3 separate regions of the Sus scrofa genome follow, and regions 2 and 3 are each linked to region 1. The links are chromatin contacts, called in public Hi-C maps. All regions are on one chromosome and are shown on one strand. The core of a region is the stretch at or near the end of the contact, and the rest is flanking DNA. Distances in the headings are between cores, read along the strand shown. Region 1 holds the start of ARMC7 (armadillo repeat containing 7). Region 2 holds the start of MRPS7 (28S ribosomal protein S7, mitochondrial). Region 3 holds the start of HID1 (protein HID1).

Evidence for each region. Hi-C and Micro-C count contacts between places; a contact is called where the count stands out from the background.
Region 2: a contact with region 1 is called in a Hi-C map of subcutaneous adipose tissue, with 1.6 times the contacts expected there. The contact joins the promoter of MRPS7 here to the promoter of ARMC7 in region 1. A contact is called at or near these places in 1 of 5 promoter capture datasets (liver), 11 of 47 Hi-C or Micro-C datasets (alveolar macrophages, embryonic fibroblasts, fetal liver and 8 more) and 2 of 2 datasets of contacts at active chromatin or transcription factors (alveolar macrophages and skeletal muscle).
Region 3: a contact with region 1 is called in a Hi-C map of mesenteric adipose tissue, with 2.1 times the contacts expected there. The contact joins the promoter of HID1 here to the promoter of ARMC7 in region 1. A contact is called at or near these places in 2 of 5 promoter capture datasets (fetal liver and liver), 20 of 47 Hi-C or Micro-C datasets (alveolar macrophages, blood, embryonic fibroblasts and 11 more) and 2 of 2 datasets of contacts at active chromatin or transcription factors (alveolar macrophages and skeletal muscle).

Annotation. Positions count from the first base shown.
Region 1 is chr12:6,181,685-6,184,770 of Sscrofa11.1, reverse strand. ARMC7 (armadillo repeat containing 7) reads left to right here and starts at 1,689. Exons shown (of 3, transcript NM_001243806.1): 1 at 1,689-2,086; 2 at 2,180-2,323. The coding sequence starts at 1,996.
Region 2 is chr12:6,054,050-6,057,135 of Sscrofa11.1, reverse strand. MRPS7 (28S ribosomal protein S7, mitochondrial) reads left to right here and starts at 1,467. Exons shown (of 5, transcript XM_003131206.5): 1 at 1,467-1,803; 2 at 2,319-2,510; 3 at 2,626-2,689; 4 at 3,064-3,086. The coding sequence starts at 1,721. It overlaps GGA3 (ADP-ribosylation factor-binding protein GGA3), which reads right to left. Exons shown (of 18, transcript XM_021066652.1): 2 at 1,369-3,073. The coding sequence starts at 1,408.
Region 3 is chr12:6,289,549-6,292,634 of Sscrofa11.1, reverse strand. It overlaps HID1 (protein HID1), which reads right to left and starts at 1,486. Exons shown (of 19, transcript XM_013980767.2): 1 at 1,377-1,486. The coding sequence starts at 1,481.

The sequences.
Region 1 (3,086 bases), core at 440-2,939:
TCAGGAACTGGGCTGAGAGGAGTAAGACCAGATCGCTGCCCTCAGCACAAAACCAAGGACTAAGAATTCTTCCCCAAAGATGAGGGCCCCTGAAGCCTTAGGAGGGGACAAGTGATGGTGGAAGTTTCTATCTGATTCCAGAATTCACTCTTAGCTGATCTGGGATTCTTTTAGAGAGTGGGCAGAGCCGTTCCTAACCTGCATAGGGTGAAGCCCACTGTTCCCAGGCCTTTACTCCTCTGTCCAGCCAGAAGCAGAGAAGCCCCCTTGGCCGCCCTGGGCTAACATGCACTTCTCTGGGCCGCATCAGCTCCCTTCACAAGCTGAGGGGCCTGGGACCACCACCCTTCAAGAAGGAGCGGGGGCCCAAGCATCCAGACTACGGTCAAAACTCTTGGCCTGGGGTGTGTGCATAGGGCAGGGGCTTATCACAAGGACCTGAGACCACAGAGGGGCTCCCAGTGGGGCTGTGGCAGGCTGGAGTATGGCAGCCACTCTGCCCTCATGCCAGGCCCAGGGCCAAAGGCCCATGGCCCTTGCCCTCAGGAAGCTCACAGAAGAGTTCCCTAGTGGCTCAGCTAGTTAATGACCCAGTGTTGTCATGGCTTGGGTTGCTGCTGTGGTGCAGGTTCCATCCAAAAAAAAAAAAAAAAAAGCCAGCTTGGGAGTTCCCCTCATGGCGCAGCAGAAATGAATCCAACTAGGAACTATGAGGTTTCAGGTTCCATCCCTGCCCTTGCTCAGTGGGTTAAGGATCTGGCGTTGCAGAGAGCTGTGGTGTAGGTTGCAGATGCAGCTCAGATCCTGCTTTGCTGGGGCTGTGGTGTAGGCTGGCAGCTGTAGCCCTGATTGGACCCCTAGCCTGGGAAACTCCATATGCCTCGGGTGCGGCCCTAAAATTAAAAAAAAGCAAATAAACGCAAAAAGAAATTTTTTCTTAAAAGCAAAACAAAATAGCGCACAGCCCAAGCCTCTTTTATCCACCCATTTTCAAGCATGACTAGAGTGCGAGAAGCCACCTTCCTCCCTGGTGCTCTGTCCTCTGCGCCTGTGAGGTCTGTCTGGCTCCACAACCCAGAAAGCCGCCAGAGCGGTGCACTGAGGCTCCTTCTAGGGCCTGATGGTGCTGCCCCTGGTGCTCCCCGTCCACTTGGCTGACAAAATGCCTTAGGACATTACCCAGTTCCTGAGGTTTCTGGCCAGAGGTGGCAGACTTAGCACGAGTTTGGGAAGCAGAGGGTGCCAGGAAAAGCCGGCCACAAGGTAGTGTTAAAGGACCTACATGGAGGACACTGGGAGCCAGAGTTGCAGAGGACAGACACCCGAGTTCCAGAGGAGCGTCCCTTGCTCCAGAAGGCTGGGCTGCGCCCCCCTCAAGTGCAGAAGTATCTGGAAGTGCTTCTGCCTCGACAGTTCTCCCGTGGGTGTCCCTACACCCCCGCCACCTCTAAGCTCTTAAAGGCTCTGGCCGCGCTCCTCAGTGCTTCCACAACCTTCCAGGATCGCCGGCCAGGCGGATCGCCAGCCAGGCGGATCGCCCTCATCTGGAGCTGAGAAGCAGCAAGCGTTCCGCGCAAGCCCTCTAAGCTCTGCGAGGGCCCCGCCCCTCGCCCCCTTCGACCCGCCCCTTCCGCCCAGGGGCGGGACTAGGCGCGGCTTCTCCCGGAAATCCGGAACCTGGAAGAAAACCGAGCTCTGCCGGGCGCTGCTCCTGCTCCTCTCTTCCACAGCGGGCGGTTGTGTGCTTGTCTCCTGCGCCCGTCCTTAGATTTTCCACTCCTAACTCTTACGGAGTCCTGAATCCCCATCCCATTTCCCACACCCCAGTTTCAGCTGCAAATTACCGCAGAGCCTAAAGCCAGGAGAGGAGCCCGTTTCCCGCCCCAGTCCTCCCCTCCCCGGGCCGGTGGAGACCCGGGTAAGATTCTCGCCCCGCTTTCCGGCCTCACCTTCCACACACCTGCCGTTCCCTCGGGGGCCCTCCGCCGCCCGACCATGGCCCAGAAGCCGAAGGTAGACCCTCACGTCGGCCGGCTAGGATATCTTCAGGCGCTGGTCACGGAATTCCAGGAGACAGAGAGCCAAGGTGAGAGCGGCGGCGGGGGGAGCAGGGCGGGGGCAGGGGTCCGGCCACCGCCGCCGCCCCAGACCTGGTTCCAATGCTGCTTTTCCACTGCAGACGCCAAGGAGCAAGTACTGGCCAACCTCGCTAACTTCGCCTATGACCCCAGTAATTACCAGTATCTGCGGCAGCTGCAGGTCCTGGATTTATTCCTCGATTCACTGTCGGAAGAGAATGAAACCCTGGTGGAGTTTGCTATTGGTAAGGATGGGGTGCAACTCCTAGATGCCTGATGGGCTTTAATGAGGTCAGTGAGTTAGAAGTGAGTTTGGGAGAAAGGAATCTTAAGCAGTCCCTCAGCTGCGAAGCACTCATTCTGCGTGCCTGTCTGCGCTGCTTGCTTACAGGTGTGTGCATAAATGAGGAAATGGATTGAAGGCCGGTGCGGTCGGGAGGGGGGAGTGGAGTGCTCTTTTTAAACAGCTTTATCTTCATGTTTTAATATCCAGAGAAGTAGAGGTGACTTGGAATGGCTTATGCCTAGGACCTATCGAACTATTCGCTGGACAGGTATTATGGGGCATGTACTGTGTGATTAAGGTATTGTTCTAAATGCTGGGAAGATGGCAAGCAGGTTGGGGAAAAGGTCTTTGCCCTCGAGGAATTTACACTCTGGTAGAGGGAGACAGGTGTTTGAACAAAAGCTGAGGCTCTGAAGAAAATAAACAGGCTGATGAGGTGGAGCAAGGGGAGGTAGACACTCCTTTTGTTTTGGCCATCGTGGGAAGGCGGTCTCGGCAGAGGCACAGCATGGGCCCAGACCCTTAAGCGGGAGGAGGCAGAAGGAAAGGCTGATGTGGTGGGACTGTGGTGAATGAAGCTGAGAGAGGTACCAAATGAGGTCCAAGAGCTCGAGGCAGCTCCTGACTCAGAGCTAGGTGGTAGGAAAGAGTTTGTTGATTCTGAGGACAGACGTTCGTTGTTCAGCATGTATCTTTGTTTCGTTGTTGTTGTCTTTTTAGGG
Region 2 (3,086 bases), core at 218-2,717, 130 kb after region 1:
TTATCTGGTTGGGTGGCTCTGGGCAAGTGAATTGACTAGAGTCAGGGTGTCCTCTTTTTGTGACACTGTGATAGTACCTGCTTGCTAGGATACTTGACAAATGAATTAAATGAATGTCTTTGGAGCACTCTTAGCTCCTTGGAGAACAGTTCCATATATACCGAAGACTTTGTGACCTCCCTGCAACTGCAGATTTCGCTCATGTAACCTAAGTTCAATCACCTGAACAGGGTTTTATTAAGTAAAGGCAGGCAAGGAGCTCCCGCTCTGGCACAATGGCATCAGTGGTGTCTTGGGAGCGGTGGGACACCGGTTGGATCCCCAGCACAGTGGGTTAAGGAACCGGTGTTGCCGCAGCTGTGGCTCTTGGCTGTGGCTCGTATCTGATCCCTGGCCTGGGATCCCCATGTGCCGCGGGTCGGCCAAAAAGAAAAAAAGAAAAGTCAGGCAATTGGAGGAAAGAGCCATCACCTCCAAGAGCCTGGAGGCTCTAGTAAATAACAGATCTCCGCACAAGGCACTGTCTAAGCATCTAGCCTGCTGCCTTATCACCCTGTTCAATTTGTCTTCACTGAAAGAGACCTCCAGGTGCCTCCTCTAACCCACAGATAAAATAATATTAACCCTTGAGCCAAATACTACCTGCTAGAGTTAAACCGTTATTTCTTTAACAGCAATATGCATTAGCAATCATAGCAATAGGCCGCTATAATTACAGCATCAGGCAGCGCCTCTCAGGTTTGCTCAGTATAGGTTATCAACGAAGGACTCCTTAAGATATGCAGGGCGGGGGTGGGGAACACAGCTTTCACCATATTTTGGTCACTGCAGGAAAAAGGTAAAGCCCTGTTTTCTCTCTCACTTTAGATTCTCACTTCAAACATTCAGCCTGCGCGAGGAGGTCACTTCTCCTCGAATACAGGTTCACAATTCTGAAGCTATGCTTGCTCATCGGCACCGCCGCTTCCGAAGCTTCAGCCCAAATCCGGAGCTTTTCCCTTGGTCAGGAAGGCGCAGGGGTTCCCAGAGTCAAAAGCCGCGCGCGTCCCCACCACAGCTGCCCCAAAGCGCCGGATGCCTGTCAGCCCGAAGCACTTGGCTGTAGCTTTCTCGAAGCCCAGGAGGCCCGGACCGGACCCGAGCTCACGCCGCGGCGCGCGGAAGCGGGAGCAGGCGCCGCAGCACAGGGTGCAGGAGCCCGGGCGTCCTGACGGGGAAGGGGCGTGATCGCGAGACGCTCCCAGAGCAGGCGATGCCTGCCGCAGCTGCCATGCAGCGCCACCGCGGGGCCCGGGGAAGGGGCAGAAGGGTGTGGAGAGGGGCGGCTCGGCGGCTTGAGGGCAGGCACAAGCGACCGGGGCTACTCACTCAGCCAGGACTCCAGGCTCTCCCCTTCCGCCTCCGCCATATTGCAGCCGCCCGGGCCGGCCCCGCGGCCTCAAACCTCGCGAGAACCTGCAAGAGCTGAGCTGGGGCGGGGCCTGCATAGGGCCCTGAGAAGAGAGAGCGCCGCCACCGAGGGTTGCGCCAGGCTGCGGCGAATAATGGGAGCGCGAATGTTTCCTTTTGACTCTTCACCTTAGACCCCGGTGTGAGAGACTCTTAAGGCCCCCATAGGGTGAAGCCCAGGTTTAGGAGCCTGTGCAGCCTTTCCCGGACTTCTGTCACCAGCTCAGGCGCACCGAGGGCAGTCTCTGTGGGGTCCTCGTGGCCAGCCAAGATGGCTGCCCCCGCGGTGAAGGCTGCGCGAGGGTGGTCGTGCTCGGCCTTGGGCGTGCGGATTGCCGTCCTCCGGTTTCCAGGGTGAGAGGGCAGCCTGTAGCTGGGAGGCCGTTTGGGTCTTCACGGAGAGACCTGCTGGAAAGGAAGAGGGGCCGTAGACAGGCCGCGCGGGAACCAGGGGGCTGGGATGTCCGGCTCCATGGCTCTTTAACCAGCAGGGTGATTTTGGGTCAGTCTGAAGACATAGTGACTTCCCGCCCGCTCGAGGGGTTCTAACTTAGCGCCGAAAGTGCGATCCTGTTAAAGAACGCAGAGCTGGGATTTTCTTTGTTGGAAGGGAGGGGGAGAGATGCATAGGCGGGGCGCCTATCCCGAGTTTCAGGCCCGTCCTTACCGTTGGCACTTCCTGGCCTGTTTGGGGGAAAGTTCTCCTCCTGCTTGGGACGGGAACCAGAATTATCGGGGTTCACCTTTGGCTAGCGGTCTCCGCGCCGCTCTCACTCGTCGGCGGATTGGCACCCTTGCCTATTGTTAAGTCAAGCTATTTCACTTGTGGAGTCAGCTTTTGCCCTCCTCTTCCTCTTCCCCGCCTCCAGGCTAACCCAGGTGAGGTGGAGCCGCTATGGTCCTGAATACAAGGATCCCCAGATTGACAAGGAATATTACCGCAAGCCGTTGGCGGAGCAGACGGAGGAGGAGAAGTATGAGCGGGATTTCAAGAAGACGCAACTTATCAAAGCCGCCCCCGCGACCAAAACAAGTTCTGTGTTTGAAGACCCGGTGATCAGGTTAGAAGGAAACAAAGTTTTTTTCCAAGGACCGGGACTTTACCAGGGAGGGTCTATAGTAAGGATTCCCTGACACGGCCTTGAGAGGCTAAACATGTTGCTTTTCTCCTTGAAGTAAATTCACCAACATGATGATGAAAGGAGGAAACAAAGTACTGGCCAGATCCCTCATGACACAGGTAAACAGTCCCTCTGCTTTTCCCCGTAGCTTTGTACTTGGCTCTTTCGTTTTAGCATGAAAAAAAAACGGATTCTGTAGCTGTCGTTGAAATTAACTTCCCTGTATGCATGTGTGGGAGTGGGGCTTTAATGAAGTCCTGCAGGAGTCAACAGCTACCATTCCTCATCCCCATATCCCAAATCTTAGCCCACTCTTTCTTTCCTGGTCCAGGGAAGAGGGAGACACTGAAGATCCTGGTTTCAGCAGTGCGGAGGGAGGAGCTGCACAGTTAGAGAACAACAGTGTGACGGGAGTAAAGGGCAAGATCCTAGCTCAGCTGGGAAGACCCTTTAGGGAGCCCGGGGCAGCCTCTTCCGTCGTCTCTCATTGCAGACACTGGAAGCTGTGAAGAGAAA
Region 3 (3,086 bases), core at 237-2,736, 110 kb before region 1:
GCCTGGCTCAAGGGCTAAGGAGACAGGGCCGGTCAGGGGAGTACCCTTGCTGGGGCCAGCTCCTATGTGTTGGGGACAAGGAGGTGGTCTCTGTGCCACTTGTGGACTCAAGAGAGTGTACAAGAAAGAATGGACTAGGGTGAAAGATACCCTCAGGCCCCACAGCATCTAGTCCAAGGGCAGCCTGGATGGTTCTTAGCCCTGATCCAGAGAACAGAGGGCACCTGCAAACACAGCCATCCCCACCTCTGGGCCTCAAAGGAGGAGCCCCAGGCAGCAGTGGCCTCAACTGGGAACCTGGACTCCATGGCCCTGGGATCAGGTCCGCTTGCCAGGCTGCAGTGCTGCCTGCCACTCTGAATGTTCCCAGTAAAACCTGGGCCTTCCCTGGCCGTGGCCATGGACCTGGGCCCAGAGAGGCCGCTGCCTCCGCGCACCAGCTGTTTCCCCGACCCAGGAGGGCGCCGGCAGGCTTTGTTTGCATTGAGTCAGCCGGGTCTGTGCGTCCGGGACCCACGGGCACCGAGGAAAGCAGGGAGGTGTTTGGGTGGGTGGGGGTGGGGAGAGGTTGGACATGCGAGGCTGGAGGGGCGTGGGGGGTGCAGACTGGGGGGCGGACAGAGGCGACGCCGGCTTGGGATGTAGGCACACGTCAGCCTAAGGTGGCAGCAGTAGCTGCGAGGGAGAGGATGTTCCCGGGAGAAGAGGTTGGGGGTGGGGGGATAGGGGATGGAGCCCTAGGGTACAGGCCAAGGAGTCTCGCTCCAGTCCTGGCCTCGGCGTCACCCTCCTGGCCAGCTGGTCTCCCCATCTCCTGGCGAGCCAAGTTCTCGAAGCCCCCCAGCCCTGCCCAGCCCCCAGTCCGGCAAGTGGGTGGGGAGGCCGGGGCCCCGTGCGCACCTGCGTCTTGGTGGTGAGCTGGATCACCGCCTTTCGGAAGTTCAGCTTGGAGTCGGCCGACCCCATATCGTTGGAGCCCGCTCCGGCCCGGCCCCAGCCCTGACTCCCGCCCGGGGACCGGACTCTGTATCCGGCTCCACTCCGCGGCCCCAGCTGCTCTCGCAGGAGCGGAGCTGCGCACCCCGCCCGCCGGCCCGGCGTCGACCCCGCCCCCTCCTGGCCCCGCCCGATAGGACTCCGCCCCCCGCACCTGCCGCGCCCCGCACCGCCCACTCCCGGCGCCCGGGGTCTGCCGCTCCCATCCACTGTCGTAGCCCTCCCGGCGTCCTTCTTATCCGGATCCAGTGCCTCCAGGCCCTTTCTTCTGTGTCGGTGCGTTATTCCCCCCCGCTTCCCCCCCCCGCCTCTCCCATTACCACCCAGCCCCCAGGGCCTGCATCCTTCCCAACCTCGCGTCCCCCGCCCCCGCTCCTCACCATTGGTCCCCACGCCATCACTGGGCCCACACTTTCAAAACCAGCCTTCTCCAGTTTCTTCCTTGTAATCCCTGTCCTCCCCACTTTGTTTTTTTCCCTGAGCATCCGTTCTTTCGGTTCCCCTTTTACTGACCTATCAACCCACATGTCCCCTGTAATCCAGTCACAGGCTGAACCTCGGTGGAAGCGGGGTGTTCACTCAGTGTCCCTGCTCCAGGAAAGCAGCGTCCCTTCCCTGATGAGAGCTAGAGGCCCCTCTGGGTCCCACGACTCCTTTCTGGCCACCTGCCTTCTCTGAGAATTCTTTTAGGTTCATCCATTTCAACAAATATGTTGAGGAACTAGTATTTACCAACATGGTGTCAGGGGTAGGGCAGAGGGGGCCTAAGTCACAGGGTCTGCCCTCTAAGAGCAGTTGGCAAGGGAGAGAAACTAGGAAGGAATTAGTTATGGTTCAACTCAGTGAGGCAAATTAATAATAATAGCAGTAGTAATAATAATAGTGACGAAATACCTCTTACACAACAAACACCTGCCTCTGAGATAGGTATTCGCCCCATTTTACACCAGAGGAAACTGAGGCTCAAAGCAATTAAGTTGCCCCAAATCACACAACTAGTAAAGAACAAAGCCAAAAAGGCAAATCCAACTCTGACTCCCAAAGAGGCTGCATTTTTTCAACATTATCTTGCATGCTGTGTCCGGAAGCTTCTGGAAATCCTAGCAGCTTCAAAAGGAAGTGACGTTTAGTTTAAATTGGAATGCCACAGGTGAAAAATGAGAGGCGCACCATCTAGGCACAAAGGCAGGGTAGGACAGATGAGGAGGTGGGAGGCAGGAGACAGGGATGTCATTATGTCACTGAATGAGCAGACTGGACAGGATAGCTCTGTCCTTGCTCCAGAGGTGGGTTTTCTCTGCTTTGGATGAAATCTTCCAGGTTCCGTGGCTTTTCTAATCACTTTGAGATAACAAATGAATAGAACCTTTATTTGGCATTAAAAAAAAAAAAAAAAAATCCAGTCCACCCTACAAATCACCCAGCCCTAGGCCAGGCCAACGTGACATTAAAAACTCTGACTCTTGGAGTTCCTGTCATGGCGCAGCGGAAACGAATCCAACTAGGAACCATGAGGTTGCGGGTTTGATCCCTGTAGGCCAGCAGCTGTAGCTCCGATTGGACTCCTAGCCTGGGAACCTCCATATGCCACCGGTGTGGCCCTAAAAAGACAAAAGACAAAGAAAAGAAAAAGAAAAACTCTGAATCTTGTTCATTAGGGAAGTACAAATTGAAACCACAACGCAATAACTGTTATATACCTATTCGAATGTGTTAAAAAACAAAGGAGTTCCTCTCATGGCACAGTGGTTAACGAATCCGGCTAGGAACATGAGGCTGTGGGTTCGATCCCCGGCCTTGATTAGTGGGTTAAGGATCCGACTTTGCCATGAGCTGTGGTGTAGGCTGCAGACGCAGCTTGGATCCCGTGTTGCGGTGGCTGTGGGGTAGGCCAGGAGGTACAGCTCCGATTCGACCCCTAGTCTGGGAACCAAAATATGCTGCAGGTGCGGCCCTAGGAAAAAAAAGAAAAGACCAAAAAACAAACTAAAATTTAACGGTATCAAATACTGGTGAGGGTAAGGAGCATGTTTATATTTTCTTATAAAGTTACAAATACAATTACTATACAACTCAATAGTCCCACTTTT